Linked DNA regions of Mus musculus: all the other regions are linked to region 2. The links are chromatin contacts, called in public HiCAR-type and promoter capture Hi-C maps. All regions are on one chromosome and are shown on one strand. Each heading gives the region's core, a stretch centred on a gene start, on an enhancer-like site or on the middle of the called end of the contact. The rest is flanking DNA. Distances are from core to core; before and after follow the strand shown. Region 1 holds the start of Txnip (thioredoxin interacting protein). Region 2 holds the start of Ensa (endosulfine alpha). Region 3 holds the start of H4c14 (H4 clustered histone 14). Region 4 holds the start of H3c15 (H3 clustered histone 15). Region 5 holds the start of Sv2a (synaptic vesicle glycoprotein 2 a).

Region 1 (4,729 bases), core at 1,309-3,808, 930 kb before region 2:
GTTGTTGTTGTTGTTGTTAAGGACGCACGGATCCACCTGGAAGGGGAATAGAGAGGAAATTTTCAGGTTTTTTAGTTAAGTAGAAAACCCACATTAACCCTTCCTTCAAAAGGCCTAGGACAAAATGTTGACCCTGTGAGAATAGCAGTTCTCACCTCAGTGTAAGTGGGTGGGGGCATGAACTGGAACTCAGGGGCGTACATAAAGATAGGGCTGTCTTGAGAGTCGTCCACATCGTCCAGCAGAGGGGTGGTGGGGCTCTCTAGTCTGTGATCTTCAGGAATGATGTCCATATAGCAAGGAGGAGCTGAAGAGAGAAAACGGTGTCAGAAGTCCGACTAAGAAATAAATGCCAGGTCACCCCAACTCCACAAGCCCAAGCAGATCAAAATAACTCGAACCTATCCGGCTGCAGCTTACCTTCTGGGGTATCTGGGATGTTTAGGTCTATCCAGCTCATCTCAGAGCTCGTCCGGCTGGCCATGCTGGATGTCCGGCTGCTCAGACCAGACCTGCTGCCAATCACTAGGGGCAGATCAAGGATGACTTTCTTGGAGCCAGGGACACTGACGTAGATCTAGAGAGGAGGATGGCAGTTTGTTAGATGGGTTGAGTACAGAAAGCACTGAATTTGTAACCAGGTAATTGTCTCTCTTCTCACCCACTCACCAGCAAGGAGTATTCGACTTTGAGGATGTTGCAGCCCAGGATGGATGGTCTGATCTTCTGCACTCTGAGGCTCTTGCCACGCCACGATGCGCAAGTCCCTGAGATAATGTGATTGCCTCTGACTGAGGACAGCTTCTGAGTGAACACTTTGGTCTGGCCATTGGCAAGGTAAGTGTGTCGGGCCACAATAGCCGCTTTGGGGACCACGATTCGGGAACACGTGTTCTCAAAGTCAGCATGGATGGAGATGTCATCACCTAGAGTTAAAATAAAATGAGGAAGTATGAATAGCCATGCAAGTTAACAGCACTTCCTCTGCCTCTACCCTACGACCCTCTCCGTACCACCCCCAACCCCCCCACCCCCAGTTCTGGCTATCCTGTCTAGCATTTGAAGCAGTATGTTTTTACCTTCACAGAATCCTTTTCTGTCAATTCGAGCAGAGACTGACACACGTCCATCAGGAATGAACATGCAGGAAACTTTCTTCTCCTTTTTGGCAGACACTGGTGCCTGTGTAAAAGGAAATAATGTTTTGAGATATTTCAACCCCCATGCATCTAATTTATTATCCCTGACCAAGAAGAATTTTAAAACCTTTTTAAAAACAAAAACAAAAAATCCTCACCATTAGGTCAGGGGTATTGACATCCACTAGATCCATCACTTCGAAGTTTTTCTTTGCCTCTTGAGTTGGCTGGCTGGGGCGATCGAGAAAAGCCTTCACCCAGTAGTCTACGCAACCATATTTTCCTTTAAAGGATGTTCCCAGGGGCCTGTGTCAAAACAATGAACCAAAATTAAGGCTAAGAACTGTAAGAGATCAATGGAGGGGGAAGACTTAGAAATAAGAGTGCAAGGTGCACACGGTGGATGCCTACCCTTGAGGAAGCTCGAAGCCGAACTTGTACTCATATTTGTTTCCAGGCCTCATGATCACCATCTCGTTCTCACCTGCTGGGAAACAAAGACAAGGGGCCATTAGGCTTCTTGTTACATTTTGAAAGCGTCAATGAGGAGTGCCTGGGCAGTAGACTACCTTACTTCACTTCCACTTTCATCTCTTACACTATGGAAGAAAAGATCCCAGAGCACTTTCTTGGACAGAAAGTTGCGAAATCCACAAATACATTAATCTTTAAGTAGTAGCTAAGACAACACTTTCAGGAAACAGTACCTCAGAAAGTGTTCAAATCACTCTAGGGGGGTGAAGGGTAGTGAAAAACTTGCTAATTACAAAGTAAAAAAATATAGGGACCAACAGTTCAAACCATTCAAACGAACAACTCGAAACATTTAGTGGTGCCCTCCCCGACCCACAGACCTCCCAAGTCACCATCAGTCCTGCTGGGAGCAGTACCTGTAGGCTGCTCTTCTAGGAGAAGTGTGTCTTCATAGCGCAAGTAGTCCAAAGTCTGTTTGCACTGCTGAGACCCTTGCATCCACAGGACCTTGGCCACGCCGCAAGCCAGGATCCTGACGGCTTTGACTCGGGTAACTTCACACACTTCCACTATTACCCGTCCGGCCACCTTCTCCCCGCTGCCGTACACCTTCTCGGGGTCGTTGAAGACCACCTCAAAAGACTTGATCTTCTTGAACATCACCATGATTGAGCCGAGTGGGTTCAAGAAAAACGAAAGCCGGAGAGGAAAAAAATCTTTAAGAACCCTTCAAAGCAAACGAAGAGCTCGCCTCCGTAAAGTCAGGGCTTGAAAACCCAAACGAAAATGTAAAGAAAGCTTCAAACAAACCCTAACAACTTTTCCAAAAGGTGCCTGGAAGTTTCAGCCTGCCGGCTGTGCCAAAAGCTTTCAGGAGAAAAATAACAGCTGTCTTCCGCAACTGGAGAAACTCTGGAAACCCCGAGACCAGAGGAGGAGAGTGTCAAGCGGCTGCCGGAAACGGCTTATATAGCCGCCTGGCTTGGCGCTCCACGCGAGTGCTGGCCTGGAGGCTCGTGCAGCCCTCGTGCACAGTTCTCCCATTGGCTACTTGGCCCTTGTTTACCAGGCCTCCAACCAATCAGCGAGGCCGCCGGGGCGCGTGGACACGGTGTGCTCCTAGCGGGGAAAATGGTTGTTGTTCGGGTGCGCAGCCTTGCCAGCAGGAGGGGCGGGGCCCGGGGCGACGGGTGCCCTCCCTCCCCCCGGGAGGCTGGGACCCCGGGACCCTGAACCTCATCCAGGGGACTCCTCTTGGGAGCTGGGTTATTTGGGTGTGTGCTTTGTTTTTTTTTTCCCCCTTCTTTTTTTAGGTGAAAGAAAAATGTGCTTAGGAGAGGATTTCATGACTCGCCTGAGCCAGCGCAATTCATTTCGAGGTGACCATTTATTCCTGGCTCACAAGTTCGCAAGTCTTGTGAAAAACAATCCCATCGCACCGAGGATACTCCAGGATGGAGCGGAGGGCGAGAGTGCAGTCGTGTTAGTGAGAAAGAGCCCACCCGATATGCTCCTATTGCACTTCTATTGAAGAATAAAAGGCTGCGGTCTCTCCAGACGAGAACTTGTCAGATATTTTAAAGTCTGGCTTTCAGTCCTTTCTGGTGAATGCTCTGGTGGGTTCCCCTCATTTCCCCCTCATTTCATGCCCCTATGTGCTGCTACTGTTCCTCGCCCATTACATTCTATTCTGTTCTCTGGAGCGGAAGCAGTAAGGGAGTGTCCACATCCTGTTGCTTATCCCCTCATCTCTTCAGTGTACCTGTGAAGTTGGGGAACATTTTGTATATGTTCCCTTGTTCCTCACTGCAGCTTTGTGAGGTGTTTACTTTCACACTGATGGCTCCCCCGTCCTTGTTTCTCCAGGAAACAAGAGGTGGACAAACCAAAAAAATAAAATAAAAGAAAGAAAGAAAAAGGAAGAAAAAGAACCTCACTCCTTACTTTGTTTTCGAGTTCCTGTCATTCTTTTCCCCCCTCTGTCCTCTCTCCAAATTCACTAAATGAAATGCATGTCCCTAAGCCTGTTTCAATTTCACCGGCGCTGGAGCTGTGTTAGTTTCACTTAGTTATCTGGCAAACCTTGCTGAGAGATGCCTCAGGAGCTGACTAGAGAAATAACTCTTAAGTGTGCAAAGAAACTCTTGTGTGAAGGATTACCTGCAACCCCCTCCCCCTTCGCCCCCTACTCTATTCCCCACCCACCCACCCACTCCCACCCCCACCCCCACCCCGCGCCGGAGCCTTGTCATTGAGTCCTAAACTCCTTCCATATTTGGGCAGAATTATTAGGAGACTATCTATCTCCTTCCTTGCGCAGGAAAATAAAGATGATATAGCCCTGAGATTAAGATGGAGAAGTAAAAAGCGATTGCATGCCTGTTCACCGCTGTTCATAAACAACACCCCCAGCCCCCACCCCCGCGCGCCCTAACTGGGTTGACACCCTAAGGCTAACAAGTTACAACTGAACCTTAAGCAAGCACAGAGATGAACATCACACGGTTCAAAAACATATACACAACACCAAGGCCTAGGAACACCTTGATCCTTAGGGTGTGTTTGTTCCAGAAAGTTAACTAACTAGGCGTCAGGTGTTTTCCAACGATAAACAGTATTTATGAATACTGTAAGGGAGGTAGGTCGCTCACTAACTTCAGTTTCTCAGTGCCTGTAGCAGGCATCTGAGAAAACCTTAGCTTGATGGTATGAAATATCAAAATATACCGAAAGTTCATATATCGATGTTGTTAAATAGTGTGGTATGTAGCAACATAAGATTTAAAAATTTTGTAAGTATATGGCTGTTATTTTCTTCTACCACCTGTGTGCTTGCTGCAGGTGTCCGCCGATGCCTTAGAAGTGGAGTTAAGAGTTGTGAGCTGCCGTTTTTTGGTTCTGGGACTCGAACTCGTTTCCTCTGATACTATCAACCACCAAGCCATCTCTTCAGCCCCAGCTACATAAGACTTCAGGAGAACCAGAGAGATGGTGCCAGGCCTGCCAACCTGAGTTCAATAGCAGAACCCACACAGTAGCAAAAGAACCAACTCTGACCTCCCCTCTCCCCCTCCCCTCTCCTTCCCCTCTCCAGTAGTCACTCCAGAGACACCCAA
Region 2 (4,405 bases), core at 351-2,850:
GCATGTATTCTGCAGACTCGTATGGCTATGGCTGTGTACCACATGGATGCCCAGTGCCCTGAGTTCAGTCTGGGCCCGGTTTCCTAGACTGAACTGTACATGGTTGTGAGCTACCATGGGCTGGGAACTAAACCCAGGTGCTCTGCAATGAGTGTTCCTAACCAATCTTTCCTGCTCCTCTACTCTTAAAAGCTAGACCTTTGTTCAAATGCCTAAGCTCAAGATAACTGTATCAAGCAAAGAAAAACAAGTTAGTTCTTATATTACACTCAAGGAATCACCCGTGACCTGTGAACACTAGGTTAAAGGTAGTATCTCAACATGATACTTGAACCATAGAGCAAGCCAGAGCTCACTCAGGAAAGATAAAAAAGGAACTACTAGAGTTCCTGGCTGTCCTACAGGTCAGGGGAGCTTTTGTCTGCTGAGAGGCTCCCTCCTCATTCACACTCTAAGAAGCAATATGGTCTCACTGTGGAGGACGCTAGGCATGTGGCTTATTCTAAAGATATTTACCAGAGTAATATACTTGAAAACAGAAATCAACATGCCATTAGTTTTTCTTGTTGTTTTTATTTTTATATTTTCTGAGAGAGGGGTTCTTGGTGTATATTAGGTTGGTCTTGAACTCAGAACTCAAGAGATCTGCCTGCCTCTGCCTTCCAAGTGCTGGGATTAAAGGCGTGCGCCACCATCTCCTGGCTAGTGTATTTTCACTTGACAAACAGGGTCAGAGATAACACTAAGTGTATTTAATGAGTCCCTGAGCTCAGTGTTAAGTAACTCAAATATGGTGTCGAAGAAGGGGTTTGGCACTAGTGTTTTCATAATGCGATGGTGGGTGGACCACATCCCACTGCGGAGAAATTCGAGCGGATCTATAAGTCACTGACGGTGAACAACAAACCATCCCTACCAAACAGGTCTAAGGAAGTTGCCACCTGAACTTACCCCATGGTAATAATTACTCTTTTCCCCTCCCCCAATGCTGGTTCATTTTAAATGTCTTCACTTTGACCTCTATCTTGCTGTGGATGAAGGATGAGCTCCAGTCTGGTATTTATCTTTACTAATCAAACATCTCATTTACAGCTCTGGACCACCATCCAGCCCCCTTTCATTCGCCTCATCTTTCCAAACACCCGCCCACGCCAGAGCTCGCCCAATTATAGAACGGCTTCCATGAACTGAATAGAGGCCTACTGGCCAATAAGAAAGGGGAGCCCACAGATTGACAATCGGCTTGACTAATCGACATCAGGGCACTAGGCCGCGCCGAAATGCAGCCTGCGCGACATTAGTAGTGGCCAACCCCTGTACAGCCTGAGGCAGAGGCGGCCAATCAGCGGCAGCGGGGGCGTATTCCGCCCGCGCGGCCACCCCCGGTCCCCCCTTCTCCTCACCTGCTTCTCCTCGCCGGTCTCCTCCGCAGGGTTTTCTTCTTCTTGTTTCTGGGACATGGCAGAACCGGGACTGTGTAATGCAGGGCCCGGGAAGTCAGCCGGAAAAGGGAAGGGGGAGGGGAAACGGGGACAACCTGAGCTGCTGCTCCGGCTCCTGTCACTATGGTTGCTCAGTCAAAATGGCGGCTCAAGCCCGTGACGTTGAGACCGCCCCCTCCTATGAGAGCCAATGAGAGTGGGCTTGACGGGGCAATGATGTAACGACACACCAATAAGCGTTGGCCGGAGGTGGGCGGATTCTTTAGAGCGACAGGCAAGCTAGAACACCAACCGGGAAAGAGAGTGAGCCACAGAACCAATTAAAAGCCTGCATGGACCTTAGGGGCAGGACAGCAAGCTTTGGTATTTTTGCTTCTTGGGTGGGCTGAAGCTGTGTTCAGTTTATTAGCCAGATCCTGGGCAAGTCGCTGAATGTTGCATCCGAGCCGGGTTAACATAGAAATCCTTTATTCTCTGGTGCAAAGGCTCAAGCCTTGAGCGGTGTTAGAACAAGTTACCCACGACCAAAAATTAAAATTGGAAGACAAACTGATATTCAGCAGTTTTCCAGGACTCAGTGCTAGCTTGTAGGAGACTTGAGTTTTCTTGTAAGGTTTTCATTCACACTTTAGTCCTTATGTAGGCAATTATAACTGTTAATGATGTATTTATAAAAACATAAAGGGAGATATGTTCTATGGAGTTGTGGTGAGTGTTGTGATTATAGAAATATAGAGAAGTATAAGGTTATGTTCTATGGGGGTGTGGTGAGGTATGGGGTAAGGGGGTGCCTCAGGCCCATGCCAAGGCATCCCTGCCCCCTGAGGGACCAGCCACATGACGGTATAGTATAGAATAGAGTTTATTCAGGGTATAGGGAGGGGAGTTAAGAGAGAGGGTAGTAGTGAACCGGGCATGGTGGAATCCCAGCACCCAGGAGGCAGAGGCAGGCGGATTTCTGAGTTCGAGGCCAGCCTGGTCTACAGAGTGAGTTCCAGGACAGCCAGGGTTATACAGAGAAACCCTGTCTCGAAAACAAACAAACAAACAAACAAACAAACAAACCAGAGAGAGAGAGAGAGAGAGAGAGAGAGAGAGAGAGAGAGAGAGAGAGAAGGTAGTAGAGGCAGAGAAAGGCAGAGAGAGGGAGAAAGTAGCCCATGGCCACATGGAGAGAAAGGAGAAGGGAATGGGGAGAGAGGGGGAAGAGGGGGAACTAAAGGGTAAGAGGCAAAAGTAAGAGAGAGAGGAGGGGGCAAGCAGCCCCTTTTATAGTGGGCCAGGCCTACCAGGCTGTTGCTAGGTAACTGTGGGGGGTGGAGTCCAGACAGAATACCAACAGTGAGGTATGGGAGAAGGGGGTACCTCAGCAGGCCCATGCTAAGGCATCCCTGCCCCCTGAGGGACCAGCCACAGGACTATAGAATAGAGTATATTCAGGGCATGGGGAGGGGAGTCAAGAGAGAGGGTAGTAGAGGTAGAGAAAGGCAGAGAGAGTAGAGAATTATAAAAGTAGAGGCAGCCGTGAGCACGTGGGAAAGGGGGGAAAGGAATGGGGAAGGACAAGGAGACAGAGGGAAGAGCAAGAGACCAAGAGGGCAAGAGACCTAGAGGGGCAAACAGCACCTTTTATAGTGGGTCAGGCCTTCCTGGCTGTTGCCAGGTAACTGTGGGGTGGAGCTTAGACAGGATGCTAACAGTTAAGGGTCACTCTGTGGAGACATAATTTCTTGAGTTTAAGATGGTAGTTCTAGGCACATGGTAAACATTTAACACATATTAAATACCAGCTAATGTAAACAAAGCCATAGTTCAATAATAGTTCTTAACCTGTGTGATGGTTCCTGTCTATAATACTCCCACAAAGGACGCTGAAACAGTATCTCGAGTGTGAAGCAAACCAAGACTACACAGTGCAACCCTGTCTCAAAAACGAAAGGCAACCAAAGAAATAGAGTAGTTCTTGAGCATCTATCAAGTAGATAGGACTGTATTACTTTTATATGAATACACACATAGGGCAGCCTCCGCCTTTCAAATTAAGCCATTATCTCATCATCTCCTCCTCCTCCTGTTCCTCCTCTTCCTCCTCCTCCTCCTCCTCCTCCTCCTCCTCCTCCTCTCCTTTTTGGTTTTTCCATGTAACAGTTTTGGCTGTTGCTGGAACTTACTCTGTAGACCAGACTGACCTCACAATCATGGAGATCTGCTTGCCTCTGCCTCCCAAATACTGGGTGGGGTTCAAGTCTTTTTTAAAAAAGATTTATTTTATGTATATGAGTACACTGTACCTGTTCTGATTGTTGTGAGCTTTTTTTTTTTTTTTCTTTAAAGTTTATTCAATACAACATAAACTCCAACTTCACTGAGGTGGCTGACCACGTCCACGACCAAAGCCGCCTCTAAACTGGAACTCAGTGGCCGAGCCAGCCCCAGCCTCAGTTTTCTTGTCAGCTCCAGGGGGCACAGCGCTCCTTCTGTAGGTGTCTCTGTCAGCCTCCCCTCTTGTGAATCTTGCAGGTCGCTCACCCTCTGGACCTTTGGGCCGAGGCCTGCCGGTCTCGGGACGGCTGCGGCGCAGGGTGGCGGGCACGATCTCCGGGGGTAGGTGCAGGTAGTCTCGGGGACACTGGATGCCCTCGTTCGTAAGGTACCAGTAGAAATGTCTCCAAGCAAACTGTTCCTTCACGTAGCCTCGAGACTTGAGAGACTGCATGGCCTTCATTACATGAAGGTTGGGCACATTTTTGTCTGCCAGCTCGGGGTGCTTAGGCATGTGGACATCCTTTTTGGCGACCATCACGCCCTCCTTAAAAAGGAGTTCGTAGATGGCAATCCGATTCTTCTTAGGCATCAACATCGCGGCGGCTGCAGGGTCCGAGGCGGAGGCTGGAAAAAGTGTCGTGAGCTTTCATGTGATTGTTAGGAATTGAATTTTAGGACCTCTGCTTGCTCTGGTCAGC
Region 3 (4,504 bases), core at 1,799-4,298, 640 kb before region 2:
CTCGCTGCCCAGGCAAATTTAATCTGTATTCCTTCTGCTGCACATTGCCTTCGTCGACAACCCAGTCATGTCGCTCAGCTGTGCTTGGTGTCTACCCGACACTAGAGTGATATTCATGGGAAATTCTGGATCGAAACTTTGACCAGAACAGGGGTTATGATACAGAAGAAACTGCTTCTCTGCAGTTATTTCTCAGAAATGTCCTGAAGTTTTTCATTAAAAATTACCCCCCCCCAAAAAAAAAAAGGCCAAGCAGGGTATAATGGCACAGAGGCAAGTAGATCCAGGTGAGTTCCAGGACAGCCAGAGCTACAGAGTGAGACCCTGTTTCAGAGAAAACAAACCACATTGCCAGGGCCTAAAGTTTAGAGACAGAGAACTGGGATCTTATTAATTGGGGGTGGGTACAAGAAGCTCAACTTTTTCCATACAGTGAAAAGCAAACAAAAAAAATTAAATGAACTATTAGGCATGTAATATTTTATATGTACTTATATAAACAAATATATATGTATTTTATATATTTGTTTTTAATACAAAAGCATGGACTAAGTTTTGTGTTTGGGCTCAAGAAACCCCAGAGTTAGAGTCAAACACGAACTTGGACCAGGTGAATTTTGGTCTGTTGGCTACTCAGGCTATTTACCTGGTTTGCTTTGATTTTGAATAGTCTGCGACCTAGGACCAAACTAAGAAACCATGGGTATTTGGGACCTTTTTCTTACTCCTTTTTGAGGTGGGCCAGTACCTCCAGTATCCTGCCACTGGATAGAAATCAGTTCAAGTCTCCTTCCTACTGATCAGTCACCATTACTGCCTATACATGACAACTTAGTATAATTAATAGTTCACCGAATGTTCTCAAGTGTAAAAGTATAATACAATATTTCAGAGTTATATAAGGTGTTGTTTAATTCTCATGAGATCTGAAGAAATGTTATCAGTTTTTATTTTAAGGGCTTTTTTTTTTTTTTTTAAATTTAGGGGTTGGTTTTTTTGTTTGTTTTGTTTTTTGCTTTAACCTCCATATTTCTTAGTTGGAATTGAATCTGACAAGAAAAGATAGGCCAAACAGTTGTTTCCTTCTAAATATGTGTATTGAGCGTAAACATGGGAATTCTCAAAAACTGAGTAATTCAAAGAGGGTGGTTAGAATTTGGGGTCCACATACCTAAAGTAGGGGAAAGATGACGGAAGAAGGGACACTTATGGCAAAGTCAAATGACTTTGGGAAATAAATCACCCTTAGGAGAATAGACAGGGACAGGTTAGTCCTGAGACAGCGTCTGTCAGGAGTGGGCTCAGGTCTCACCCCTGAAAAGAGAACAACGTTATTGTTGCCCACCCCTGTCCACACCCCCTTCCCTACTCCCTTCCCACCCCCTTTCCCACTCAGGATTTTCTGCAAACAGGATAAAATATTGATATCTTTTGCAGGTTCCACTCTTAAACAAATCTCAACCCTTCTGCTCAAAATGATTCTCATGTCCGAAGTAGGAGAATATTCTTGATTCCCTTCACCTGAAAAGATGGTAGACTCTGAGTCTGCCTCAGGCCCTGGTACCAAAGCCCTGTCAGCCTGGCACGTGGTTGTTTTATTTTACAAGGAAAGAGGCAAAGGCAGGAGCTGTCCACCCATAAACAACTATTGAGCCTCTACTGCACTTCACCTTAAAAAGAAAGAAGACACAGAAATCACATCCCATTAGGGACATAGTCAAGGATGTGGAGAAGTCCGCACAATACAGAGATATGAAGCAACACAGCTTCCAGGGGTCGCCATGGGAATGAGAAAACAGCGGCTGCGGGATGGAGAGGCTCTGAATTCTAGGGTGCTAGTTTGGGCATGGAGGCATGTCTACAAACAGGATCTATCCATCAAGAGACGTGTATGACTGCCCAGGGTTACTGGGGTAGGAGGGAGCTCTCTTCCCTCTAAGATCTACAATTCACAGGTCTTAGGTTTAAAACATTTGAGTTGAGAGGGGAGTCTGAGCCCCCAGCCTAAGGTGACTCAAAACCTACATCTATCTACATGTCTGGAGCCAGAAAATCTGGATAGAAAAAAGGTGGTGGTGGTGGTGGTGGGGATTCATGAGCACATATAGATGTTAGAATAAAGGAACAGTCAGAACAAGGCCTATCAGATCACTTTAAAAACAAGTCCCAACCAACCCACTACCGTTCTTTCTGATGCAGAATGCTTTCTCAAGATTCTTCTATGGGTGGCCCTGGGAACGACGGACATACTAGAAGTACAGACTCCAGTTCATTTCCCAGGGCGTCACTGTATAAAGCAGACACACACTTGAAAAAGTGAATTTTAGTCTACTGCATAGTAGAGACAGTTTGGAATAACTGAAAACAAAGGGCGGGCCTCAAAGGACTTGTGGAAACGAGCGTAGCAGCATTCCCGGGCTGCTCGGCTAGTCAGCGGGCCTTTGGGTAGAAGAGCGTGGAAACCCACTGACCTCGGTGAAAAGGATCGGCGGCATCCTCAGTTTTCCTATGATCTAGTTTCTGCTTGATCTGAATAATGTGTCTCTATCAACGAAACAGGCGACTGTACGCAGAAACGCCCGCGACCTTTCCCTTCCACACACATTCCTGGGTCCTCTGCTTTCGATTGTCACGCTGGTTACTGGAACTTTTGCTGCGGTTTTTACCTAACAGGAGCTCCGGGCCCTTCAGTGCAGCGCACTCCCCCCTCATCTCTAACTTTCTCTTTCTCCGGTCTTTTGTCTTTTTAGCGTCAGTGCTTTCTAAAGTCTGTGTTATCTCTAAGTTTTATTTGGAGGAATCTGAATTCTCCGAGGGACTTCGGCACCATAATTAAGAAAATCGAAAATAAAAAAATAAAGGCTTGAGACTGTAAGGAACCGGTAGAGGGCAGAGAAGAGAAAAGAAAAACAGGAAGATGATGCAACATCCAGAGCCCGGATAATTTAGAAAGGTTCCCGCCCGCGCGCTTTCAGTTTTCAATCTGGTCCGATCCTCTCATATATTAGTGGCACTCCACCTCCAATGCCTCACCAGCTGGTGTTTCAGATTACATTAGCCATGTCTGGCAGAGGAAAGGGTGGAAAGGGTCTAGGCAAGGGTGGCGCCAAGCGCCATCGCAAAGTCTTGCGTGACAACATCCAGGGTATCACCAAGCCCGCCATCCGCCGCCTGGCTCGGCGCGGTGGGGTCAAGCGCATCTCCGGCCTCATCTACGAGGAGACCCGTGGTGTGCTGAAGGTGTTCCTGGAGAACGTCATCCGCGACGCAGTCACCTACACCGAGCACGCCAAGCGCAAGACCGTCACCGCTATGGATGTGGTGTACGCTCTCAAGCGCCAGGGCCGCACCCTCTACGGCTTCGGAGGCTAGACGCCGCCGCTTCAATTCCCCCCCCCCCCATCCCTAACGGCCCTTTTTAGGGCCAACCACAGTCTCTTCAGGAGAGCTGACACTGACTTGGGTTGTACAGGTAATAACCGTGGGTTTAGACTCGGTAAGGTAAAGACGCTAGTTTTCCTTGTGACTCAACGCTACTAGGTGTTCCGCTTTTAGAGCCATCCACTTAAGTTTCTATACCACGGCGGATAGATAGCATCCAGCAGGATAGCTCACACTGGGAATTTTAATTCCTACTTAGTGTGTGAGCTGGTTGTCAGGTCAAGAGACTGGCTAAGATTTTCTTTAGCTGTTTGGAGCAGAATTGCAATAAGGAGACCCTTTGGATGGGATGACCTATGTCCACACATCAAATGGCTATGTGGCTGTGTCCCTGTGTTTCCAATGAGTGGCTGTGCTTGACCGGATATTTGGTATTGTTTCTATGGCCCCACAACCCACCTTTTATCCTTCCTCATCTTCCCAAAAGATTTTCTTCAGGCCATGTTAGAAAGCTAGCTGCCTAGATGGAGGTCACGTAACCCTCTGCGCCAAAAGGCTACGTAAGAGAGACCGGGCGTTGTCCTGCTGCTGATTGGCTCAGTGGAAGAGTTAGGCGTATGGCCTCCTGCAGAATAAAGAGCTGGCAGCAGAAGCTTGGGCCGGACAGGCGGGAGACAAGCAGGGACAAGAACGGAACAGGGATTTAAAGAGACACGTGGTGGGACACAGTGGCAAGAAGTCGGTCGGGTTAGGTAGATGGGTTAGCTGAGGGACTGTCTCAGCAAACAGGCCAACAGCTTTATTGTATCCAGATGTCTCCGGTGTCTTTACAATTAAACACCAAGCAGGACCCCCAAAAGTCCTCGCAAAACTCCTCAGTTTAGGCATGGATCTAGGAAATAGTGGACTGGGATCGAAGCTCTGCTGGGATACAATTGCAACGACATTTTAATGTCCCATAACATAAGCAAGCCAGGTGGTGACAGCTATAATCCCAGCAAGTCAGGGAGGAAACAAGGGTTAGGGGTTCAAGGACCACTTCTGCATGGTTTGGGGGAAAGCCTGAACCACAAGACCCTGTCACAAACAAAACAACAAAACAAAGCAAGCAAGCAAACAAACA
Region 4 (4,720 bases), core at 1,860-4,359, 610 kb before region 2:
CCTTACTATGACAATCTTAAGAATGCAACTGCTAAAAATTCTAATTATTGAAATTTATAAATAAAACTTTCAGGTTAAAAGAGACTTAGACATTTTCGTTGTGGACATATTAATCTTTGGCCCTGATAAAATGATGACTTTTAATATTTGCAGATTTGGCCCAAATGTGTACTTGGGAGCCTCCGTTTTTCCTTATCAACCTATTTTGATATGTGTAGCTTCAATCTATACAAAAGTTCAGGGCTGGAGATGGCTCAGGGTTTAACAGCCCTTGCTGCTCTTGCAGAATATCTGGGTTCCTTCAGTTCCCAGGACTACATGGTTGCTGACAAGCCTTCAGCTCCAGGGGATCTAACTCCTGGTCTCTGAAGGCACTAGGTATGAAGCACTAACAAAGAAATAGAAGAGTCAATGTTATAACATCCTTTATAGGAATAACACATATCAGGAATAACACGTACCAAATTATATTTCAAGACAAATACTTAAGGATCAAAAGTATATTCTAAGGTCATAGGATGTCATTCTCGTGATCTGCAGTCAGTCCATAAATGCAGGGTTGTGTAGTCTTTGCTGAACCCTTGATCCACCTCTCAAATTTGTGAGTCCACATATGCACATAAATATCAATATCAAATTTAATCAGAATCCTTGATAAACCTTCAACTTCTCAACTTAAAATGCTTTTCAGCTAGCCATCCTAATAACACTGCCTACCTAAGCCTGGCGGTGGTGGCACACACCTTTAATCCCAGTACTTGGGAGGCAGAAGCAAGCAGATTTCTTAGTTCGAGGCCAGCCTGGTCTACAGACTGAGTTCCAGGATAGCCAGGGCTATACAGAGAAACCCTGTCTCGAAAAAACCAAAAAAAAAACAAACAAACAAACAAAAAAACCCACCAAAATCCAAAAAAATCCACTGCCTACCTAGCTTCAACCCAAAATCCTAGTGCTACACTCTTGCCGATTCCTCCACAAGACTAGAATTCCATCTCCACAATATGTAACAATGTAAAATATAAAGATTGTAACTATGTTACTATGTAACAATATACCTGTTACTAGAGCTAAGCTTACACTCAATATGCCTAATCAGTGATTCTAATGCATCGATAACGAACCTTATTACAAATTTCAGAGATTGAAAAATGCTGGCTGTATTTTACCGAGCATAACTGATGCGATGCTAAAATAATGGCAGTCCGGATATGGTACTCCGAGTCACTCTAGCCCCAGACAGCCTGGAAGGCTCCTAAAAGGAGCTTCTGAGAGCCATCAGGACAAATGATAGACAAAAGCAGCAGCGTAAGGTTTACTTTTTAAGTTATTTCGATTCCTTATGTACAAATCTGAGTGGCAAAAAAATAATTTTAGTAAACCCCAGGCGAACTGTACTTGGTCTTTTCAAGCACTCTCAGATGTGTATGGATTAAGAAAATAACCTTTAAATTTAACGATTTTAAAGTAAGGCTCCCAGCGATAAACGCTTAAAATGAAACAAGTAGGTTTTACACTGTTTCAAGTAGAAAAATAAAGAGGCTATGAGAATTATCCGCTACTCCTTAGGTATAAAAAACTAAATTTCCAGTATTCCTCGAAGGAAAACCTACACTTAAGTAAGTGATTAACTCAGGCCCTCTTGGATGCAGGGCACACTTTGCCAGCTTCCAGAGCAGGAGAAACAGCGAGCAAGCCCAGCCGCCCGGCGACCCGCGGAGTGTCGCAACGACGGCCGCACGCAAATGAAGCCACCGAGCACGCGCGTCGTGATTCGCGCGTTCCAGGGCGGCGCCGGGGCGAGGGAGCCGGTCTTATGTAAATGAGAGGCTTCTGTCCGCGCGCTCCTATTGGCCACGGCGTCAGGACGCGTGTGAGCCAATGAGAGCGTCGGGCGGACAATCGGGTCTGCGTCTATAAAAGGGTGAGGCGTCGGCGCCGGAGTACCGTTTCCTGGTTGTGGCCGTTCGTCTGTTTGCGCTTTCGTGATGTCCGGTCGTGGCAAGCAAGGAGGCAAGGCCCGCGCCAAGGCCAAGTCGCGGTCTTCCCGGGCCGGGCTACAGTTCCCGGTGGGGCGTGTGCACCGGCTGCTGCGCAAGGGCAACTACGCGGAGCGTGTGGGTGCCGGCGCGCCGGTATACATGGCGGCGGTGCTGGAGTACCTAACGGCCGAGATCCTGGAGCTGGCGGGCAACGCGGCCCGCGACAACAAGAAGACGCGCATCATCCCGCGCCACCTGCAGCTGGCCATCCGCAACGACGAGGAGCTCAACAAGCTGCTGGGCAAAGTGACGATCGCGCAGGGCGGCGTCCTGCCCAACATCCAGGCCGTGCTGCTGCCCAAGAAGACGGAGAGCCACCATAAGGCGAAGGGCAAGTGAGGCCACTGCTCGCGTCGGCCCGCGTCTCTGTGATATAACCCCCGCGAGCTCCTAAAAAGGCTCTTTTCAGAGCCACCCACTGAATCAGATAAAGAGTTGTGTCACGGTAGCCGGTCTTGGTGGCCTTTCCTGGCCCTGCCCCAAAAGTAAGAGTGTCGTGTCCTCTGCTTCCTTGCCCATCCTGCCCGTGGTTCCCCCTGGTAGTTAGTCTGTTGTCGCTCTTTGGTTCATGCCCTGCCTCGGCGGAGCGGATACGCGGTTCTCGCTGACCGTCCCAAGCATTTAGCCCCTATCTGCCCACACCCTTGTCCTACACAACACTGTCCCTCACTCAGCGTCCACCCGCCTGACCCTTCCCAGGACTAAGACTCAACTAGGACGTCTAGGCCAATCTAGACATAAGTCGCAGTCAGCCGCGCTCTCGTCCGGTCCTTGGGGAATGTCTAGGAGGAGGAGGTGTCCCGCGAGGACTGGACGCGGCCGGCTCTAGGGATCATGGGGGACTGGGGCTGGGACTGTGGCTGTGGCTGGGCGGTGCTGCACAAACACTAGATTAGTTCTGCCCTGGGACTTTGGGCGGCGGGCGGGGGCGCGCGAGCTCCTCTTGGGCAGAGCCGGGACCCGCCCTCTACGGGCAGCTGCCAGACGTGGCTCCACCCTCGCAGAACGTTGGCAAGTGGACCGGGCGCGGGGCTGGACGTGGGGGGCGGGTGGGGGCGGGTCAGGTGGCGTGGCGGGCCCGAGCCAATGGGCGAGGTCGGGGCCGGTGACGCCACGGCCAATGGCGCGGCAGCGCGGGAGTTTCAAGTCGCTGTCTCCGCCCCGCCGCGGGGAAGACTGCGCCTATAAAGGCGGCCGGCTCGGGCCGGTATCAGGTCCCCGAGTGCTCCTCGTTTGGGTGTCTTCCGTCTTCGCCATGGCCCGTACGAAGCAGACTGCCCGCAAGTCCACCGGCGGCAAGGCCCCGCGCAAGCAGCTGGCCACCAAGGCCGCCCGCAAGAGCGCCCCGGCCACGGGCGGCGTGAAGAAGCCGCACCGCTACCGGCCCGGCACCGTGGCGCTGCGGGAGATCCGGCGCTACCAGAAGTCGACCGAGCTGCTGATCCGCAAGCTGCCGTTCCAGCGCCTGGTGCGCGAGATCGCGCAGGACTTCAAGACGGACCTGCGCTTCCAGAGCTCGGCCGTCATGGCGCTGCAGGAGGCGAGCGAGGCCTACCTGGTGGGGCTGTTCGAGGACACCAACCTGTGCGCCATCCACGCCAAACGCGTCACCATCATGCCCAAGGACATCCAGTTGGCCCGCCGCATCCGTGGGGAGCGCGCTTAAGCGCCCTGTCTCCCATCCATTCCCCACAAAGGCTCTTTTCAGAGCCACCACAGCTTCCCGGAAAGAGCTGTTTACTTCGCTTAGAGCTTTGTCCGCACATTATCCCGCTCCATAGCTCTAGGTTGGTATCTGACTTATACCTGTTATGTCTACATAATGGTTGCTTTCAAGGAAGGTTTGAATGCCCTTAGTGTAAGTTGTTTAACGTTAATTGCGGTCTTATTCAGACTCCTAGCTTGTTAACCCGAAGTAGGTTCACCACCTCAGTCTAAGGGGAGGGGATAATCTTACGGAGGGTTGGGGCTTGGTGGATACTATGTAATGTTCCTACCCAGCTGGAGCAGAGAAGGCTTTGTAAGTAGCTGAAGGCTGAGATCTAGCTTACAGCTCATAATTACATCACCAGACTTCTGGACGACTGAAGATTATTGTTGCTCATTTAATGCAATGTCTGAGGCTTACGGGGCTCAACGTCGGTGGTAAGTGGACTATGAGTAATATCCAGTGATAAAGCTTTGTTCTCTAACACTTGATTAGAAGACCTGCTAGCTACTTGGGATTCAGCATTTATTGCTATGATATGGTTCAATGGCAATTGGGTAGTTTTTCCTCTTACTCCTATTAATTTACTTCAAAATGACAACTCCATTCCCCCCTTCCCACTTTGGCAGGCACCTTTCTGGACCGAAATACACTGGATATCAAAGGGGAATCCCTTTACAATTCCTTAGCGTGAGGACAGTCTTTGCAGGGGTGGGTGTCGGACCTGAGACTCAAGAGCACAGTAAATACCTTATGGAGATCACTGTCATGGACCTTCCTTTCGGTTTCTGCCGGAAACTTCCAGAGAGCAAACTAGCAATAGTTAAAGCTGTGTGGAGACAGCCCATTTGTCCCCAGCATCTTACTGAGCTTTGCCTCAAAGGTTGGGCCCAAAAGTTCTTAGAACTAAGTGATTTTGGTCCATCAAAGCTCTTAGTGGCTAAGCAGACCCCCTCAGCATGCAAATTTACTC
Region 5 (4,337 bases), core at 484-2,983, 560 kb before region 2:
CTCGATGTCACCTTTTCTTCATGGTTCAGGGAATAGCATCCCCAGCGCCAAGGCAATTTGTGTACCTCGGCTCTCTTTCCCAACCATGATCCCTCTTCAAACCCTGAAGGAAGATTTGGACCCACCAGGAGCTGTTTCCCATGCCTGTTGACATTGTTTCCCCTCAGCTGTGGGGGTAGGAAAGGCTCCCCAGCCACAACAGCACACAGTGGCTCAACAGCCAGTGCCCCCCCAGGGCCACCAAGCCCAGGAGGGAGAGAAAGAAGACAAATTCTTTGAGCTGGTGAGGAAGTCGTGCTATATTTAGCCTGCAGAGCAGCACAAGAGTGGCTGAGCCTGAGGAAGAGAGACAGCACTGGGAGAGGTGGAGTTAAAGGAGACCAGACTGGGATTTACCAAGTCCTTTAAGGCTGACTGGCTTCACCTGACCGGAAGAAACATGTCCATAATTTTCTGCAGAAGGTGGAAAGGGCATGTGGAAAGGGCTTCGTAAGCAAACCTTTCAAGTAAACTGCTCAGGTCCAGACGGGCCCCCTAATCAAAGCCCCTGCTTTGGAGGCCACCCAGGTTTCCATCCCATCCCATGCCAGGTCATTAAGAAGTGACAAGGTCATGAAGAAGCAGTCATTGATCAGAAGATTCCCACTGAAAAGGACAAGGGGCAGAGAAGATTCCAGAGTGCCCCCCACCCCCACATCACAGCTTGATAACTGACCCTCTTACCCCTCCGCAAGACTGACAAGACTGAGCCTCACCCCTACAATCTACCCCTGGGTTTGGAAGATGGGAGCATCCAGTTTGGGGGGGTGGGGAGGTGTCAGCTGAGAATGTACACGGAGAAATGCTCACGGAGAAATGCTCACGGAGAGGCCAGGGATGTAGAGAAAATGTTTCACATGCATAGGCTTAGGGACCGCCTCTGCCAGGATTGCGGAGACCCCCAACCCCCACCTAGCCTCAGCTCTGGTACCAGGCATGAGGCCCTGGAACTGATTACATGGCTGCTCCCACCCCTGGTCCTGCTGCTGGACAGGTTCCCACCATCCTTCTGCGCCCCTCTCCTGACCCCCTCAGTAAGCGCCTCTAGTGCCAAGCCCCAACACCTGGTTGCTTCCCATGTCTGTCTGCCCAGTGTTTCATTCCTTCTATCCTTCACCAAGCCGATTCCTCTACCCCCTAACCCACCCAAGTCCAGGCAAGAGCGGCTGTACTCATTCTATGGCCCCAGCCAAGGTCATTTACCATGGGTGGGGGGGGGGGAGAGGGGGGTTGGGGAGGGACGTACATCAAGGTGAGGAGAGGATGGAGTTTGAGGGAACCTCAGCTTACCTAACAGCCCCTCACCAGGTTTATGTAATGGGGACTTTAAGCTAAGGTAGAAAAAAAATCCTCGCATATGTATGTATGTGTGTATATACATACAAATACATATATGTGTATTGCACATATATATTTATTTATTCAAGTATATTCTCAAAGCAATTGAAATAAATGGCCCATTCCCCAAACCACCATCACCCCCACCACCACCCTCACCCCTACAGCGGGGACAGTCACCCTCCCCATAAGCAAAGCATCAGAGATAAAATGGCTGCAAGGCTAGACGAGGATGCTTCTGCCCGGGGCGGGGTAGAGGTGAGAGGAGAGGGGTCTCACCTGAGCTTGGTTCCCCGGGTCAGGGAGTCCCCGGGTGAGGGAGGGGGTCCAGCCACAGGGCTGAGGCGGCAGCGGCGACTGCTCCTCCCGGTACCAGGGGAAGCGGCACTGCAGACCTGCCCCCCGCACGCGCTCCGGCCCCGCCTCCGACCCTCCCTCCCCCGCGCCAGTGAGCAGCGGGAGAGACCATTGTGGGGGGTGGGGGTGGCGAAAGAAAAGATGATGGGGCGGGGGGGGGGGGGGGGGGACTTAGGACACAGGAAGAAAAGATGAAGGAACTGGAGGGGACTGTCAGGGTGACAGCTGGAAATGACAGTCTTTCTCAGCCCCTTCCTCCCTAGCAAAAGATGCCAGGAATTAAAGACACTAGCAGTGGTTAGGGGAGTAAGTGGAGGAAATAGACAGGTGATGAATGAGGTAGCCCCTTCCTTTGCACCCAAGCTAGGATGAGAGAACCCAGGAGTCCCAGCAGTTCTTGCTGCGTTAAAAACAGCTCCCTCCCCTTCCACACTGCTCCCTGGAATTAAAAACCCTCTCCTAAACCCACAGCTTGGACTCCAGGTTCACCTTGCTATGTGAGAGGACTCAGAGATAACAAGGTGTGGTTTCTGTACTCAATAGTCAGAGTCAGTGACAACTGGGCCCCTGTCATCTGTCTCCTCCAAAAACAGTCCAGACTGTTTATGTACAAGGACCTCCCCCTCCCCATTTCTATTCAATTGCTGGTAGCAGAGGCGGTGCTAGAGGAGTTTGTCTGATCAACTGGACAGTTCCCTTTCTAACCACACTCTCCAGTGACTCAAAAATACATACATACATACATACATACATACATACATACATACATACATACATCCTATCAATTAACAACCTCCTCTTGTGTGTGTGTACGTACACTGGCTTGGGTTCTCCTTTTCTTGAATCTTTTCTGTTTTATTGTCAGGTAACCTGGACTGACAGATCCAGAGGCACTTCAAGGATGTACAACCTGAACCAGTCTACTCCAGATAAAACCTTGGGATTGTCTGGAACAAGCACTGACCAAAGCACAGCCCAGATTTCCACCGTTGGTTTTGACCAAGTCCCCTGCCTCTGTGAACCAACAGGCTTCTTGTCTAGAAAATGGAGTGTTTTGGATGAGGCGTCTTTTTTAGCTGTAATACCATGAGACTGCTCGGTTAAGTGTGGGTCTAGGATGCTGGGAGATACTGAATACAGAAGGCTGGCAGCCTGTGTGCTCAGAGATTTCCCAGATGCCATTTGACATCTGAATTTACTATGCTAGGGATATGAGCCTAAGTTTTGGAGGACCCAATGCTGGATTTTGGAAATGTATGGGTCAGTAAGGTTCACAATTAACTGAAAGTCATAATAGATACTAATTTATCCTAAAAAGTTACCTCTCACCTAGACTGAAGATTTTTGTGTCCGGTACACTCTCCCCCTTAAGCCAAGTCAGGACCATGTCAGTGTAAGTCACCCAATGACATAACGGAATGAGAGAACTTGTATCTTTAATGGCATCTGGCCATCCCCAGTAGGAGGCCAATGATTCCAAAAACTCTCCTGGCAACAACTCTCTGCCCCACCTCTACGAGCGGGGAAGCTTTGCCAATGCTCTAGGAGTACTCTTAGTCTGCTGGCTGGAGCACTCTTTCCAGGATGGTACTTGGAACAGCTCTGCCCACATGGGCCCCAGGGACTAGCCCTTTACTAGACTTTCATTGATGAACCCTCTTAAGGTTTAATACATCTTTTAAACACATTATTCCCCATTTTAGGTTTAGCCAGGCCTTGCTGGAGGGAAGCTGTGTCTTCTCTTTCAGGTGCTTCTGCACACTCTGCACTATTTCCTAGCTTTGCAGAAATCTATCACCCATCAGCCAAGGGCAGCATAAGCCTGTGGTCCCAGCTAGCAGGAGGCTGAGACAAGTTCCATGCTTGTCTGGGCTGCAGAATGAGTTTAAGGGCATCTTAGACCCTGTATCAAAATGAAAAGTACAAAGAGGATTCAGTCCCCAGGACTGCAAGCAAATTAAAAGGGAAAATACGAAGTTTATTTTAAATTCTGAGGGAAGACTTAAATCAAGTACTTCATCACCTCCCCACGCCCCTGGACAAGGTTCAACAACACAGGTTTCTTCAGGTTAGGTCAGGCTCCCTAAGGAGTGGAGCATTCCCAGCTTCCACTTACACATTTCCTTGTCCAGCCTCACAGCCTTGCTATTGTCTGTTGGGTTGACTCTCATATTTACATCTCTAATCCAAGTCTGCCTCCACCTGCTTAGTCAATTTCACTACCTGGATGCCTGGGGCAGTTCATATTCCTGGGCAAAGAGCCCACAGCATCCTCCCTTACCTCAAGGTTGTTTTGAAGGGTTTTGTTTGTTTGTTGTTGTTGTTTTGAGACAGGGTTTCTCTGTAGAACCCTGGCTGTCCTGGAACTCACTCTGTAGACCAGGCTGGCCTCAAACTCAGAAATCCACCTGCCTCTGCCTCCCGAGTGCTGGGATTAAAGGCATGCGCCACCACTGCCCAGCTGTTTTGAAGGGTTTTTATGGTCACCAATGAAAAAGAGCTGAAAAGCACTAAAACCTCCAGCCCAACCTGGCTCTGACCTCAGCCTTCACACAGCCTTAGTGCTAGATCCACCTTTCAAGAGAACTCCAGCTAGGAGCATG

What was found. Promoter capture Hi-C pulls out the DNA fragments that hold promoters and counts their contacts. HiCAR-type assays count read pairs that join an accessible place to other places.
Region 1: a contact with region 2 is called in a promoter capture Hi-C map of pre-B cells, with 2.6 times the contacts expected there. The contact joins the promoter of Txnip here to the promoter of Ensa in region 2. A contact is called at or near these places in 1 of 39 promoter capture datasets (pre-B cells) and 2 of 9 other capture datasets (adipose tissue and liver).
Region 3: a contact with region 2 is called in a promoter capture Hi-C map of erythroid cells, with 2.7 times the contacts expected there. The contact joins the promoter of H4c14 here to the promoter of Ensa in region 2. A contact is called at or near these places in 2 of 39 promoter capture datasets (cranial neural crest and erythroid cells).
Region 4: a promoter capture Hi-C map of cranial neural crest shows a contact between it and region 2. The contact joins the promoter of H3c15 here to the promoter of Ensa in region 2. A contact is called at or near these places in 3 of 39 promoter capture datasets (the HPC-7 cell line, cranial neural crest and pre-B cells) and 1 of 9 other capture datasets (liver).
Region 5: a contact with region 2 is called in a HiCAR-type map of astrocytes, with 2.3 times the contacts expected there. The contact joins the promoter of Sv2a here to the promoter of Ensa in region 2. A contact is called at or near these places in 4 of 39 promoter capture datasets (the C10 cell line, the HPC-7 cell line, cranial neural crest and 1 more), 2 of 115 datasets of contacts at active chromatin or transcription factors (astrocytes and microglia) and 1 of 9 other capture datasets (adipose tissue).

The regions. Positions count from the first base shown.
Region 1 is chr3:96,555,786-96,560,514 of GRCm38.p6, reverse strand. Txnip (thioredoxin interacting protein) reads right to left here and starts at 2,558. Exons shown (of 8, transcript NM_001009935.2): 1 at 2,030-2,558; 2 at 1,551-1,626; 3 at 1,298-1,445; 4 at 1,080-1,182; 5 at 670-926; 6 at 421-577; 7 at 156-307; 8 at 1-36. The coding sequence starts at 2,279. It overlaps Gm15441 (predicted gene 15441), which reads left to right. Exons shown (of 4, transcript NR_040409.1): 2 at 673-837; 3 at 2,118-3,229; 4 at 4,455-4,729.
Region 2 is chr3:95,622,175-95,626,579 of GRCm38.p6, reverse strand. Ensa (endosulfine alpha) reads right to left here and starts at 1,600. Exons shown (of 4, transcript NM_019561.2): 1 at 1,404-1,600. The coding sequence starts at 1,460. It also overlaps the pseudogene Rps10-ps1.
Region 3 is chr3:96,261,861-96,266,364 of GRCm38.p6, reverse strand. It overlaps H4c14 (H4 clustered histone 14), which reads left to right and starts at 3,048. Exons shown (of 1, transcript NM_033596.3): 1 at 3,048-3,431. The coding sequence starts at 3,061. The coding sequence ends at 3,372.
Region 4 is chr3:96,237,516-96,242,235 of GRCm38.p6, reverse strand. H3c15 (H3 clustered histone 15) reads left to right here and starts at 3,109. Exons shown (of 1, transcript NM_054045.4): 1 at 3,109-3,757. The coding sequence starts at 3,295. The coding sequence ends at 3,705. It overlaps H2ac19 (H2A clustered histone 19), which reads left to right and starts at 1,862. Exons shown (of 1, transcript NM_178212.3): 1 at 1,862-2,457. The coding sequence starts at 1,986. The coding sequence ends at 2,378.
Region 5 is chr3:96,178,623-96,182,959 of GRCm38.p6, reverse strand. Sv2a (synaptic vesicle glycoprotein 2 a) reads right to left here and starts at 1,733. Exons shown (of 13, transcript NM_022030.3): 1 at 1,657-1,733.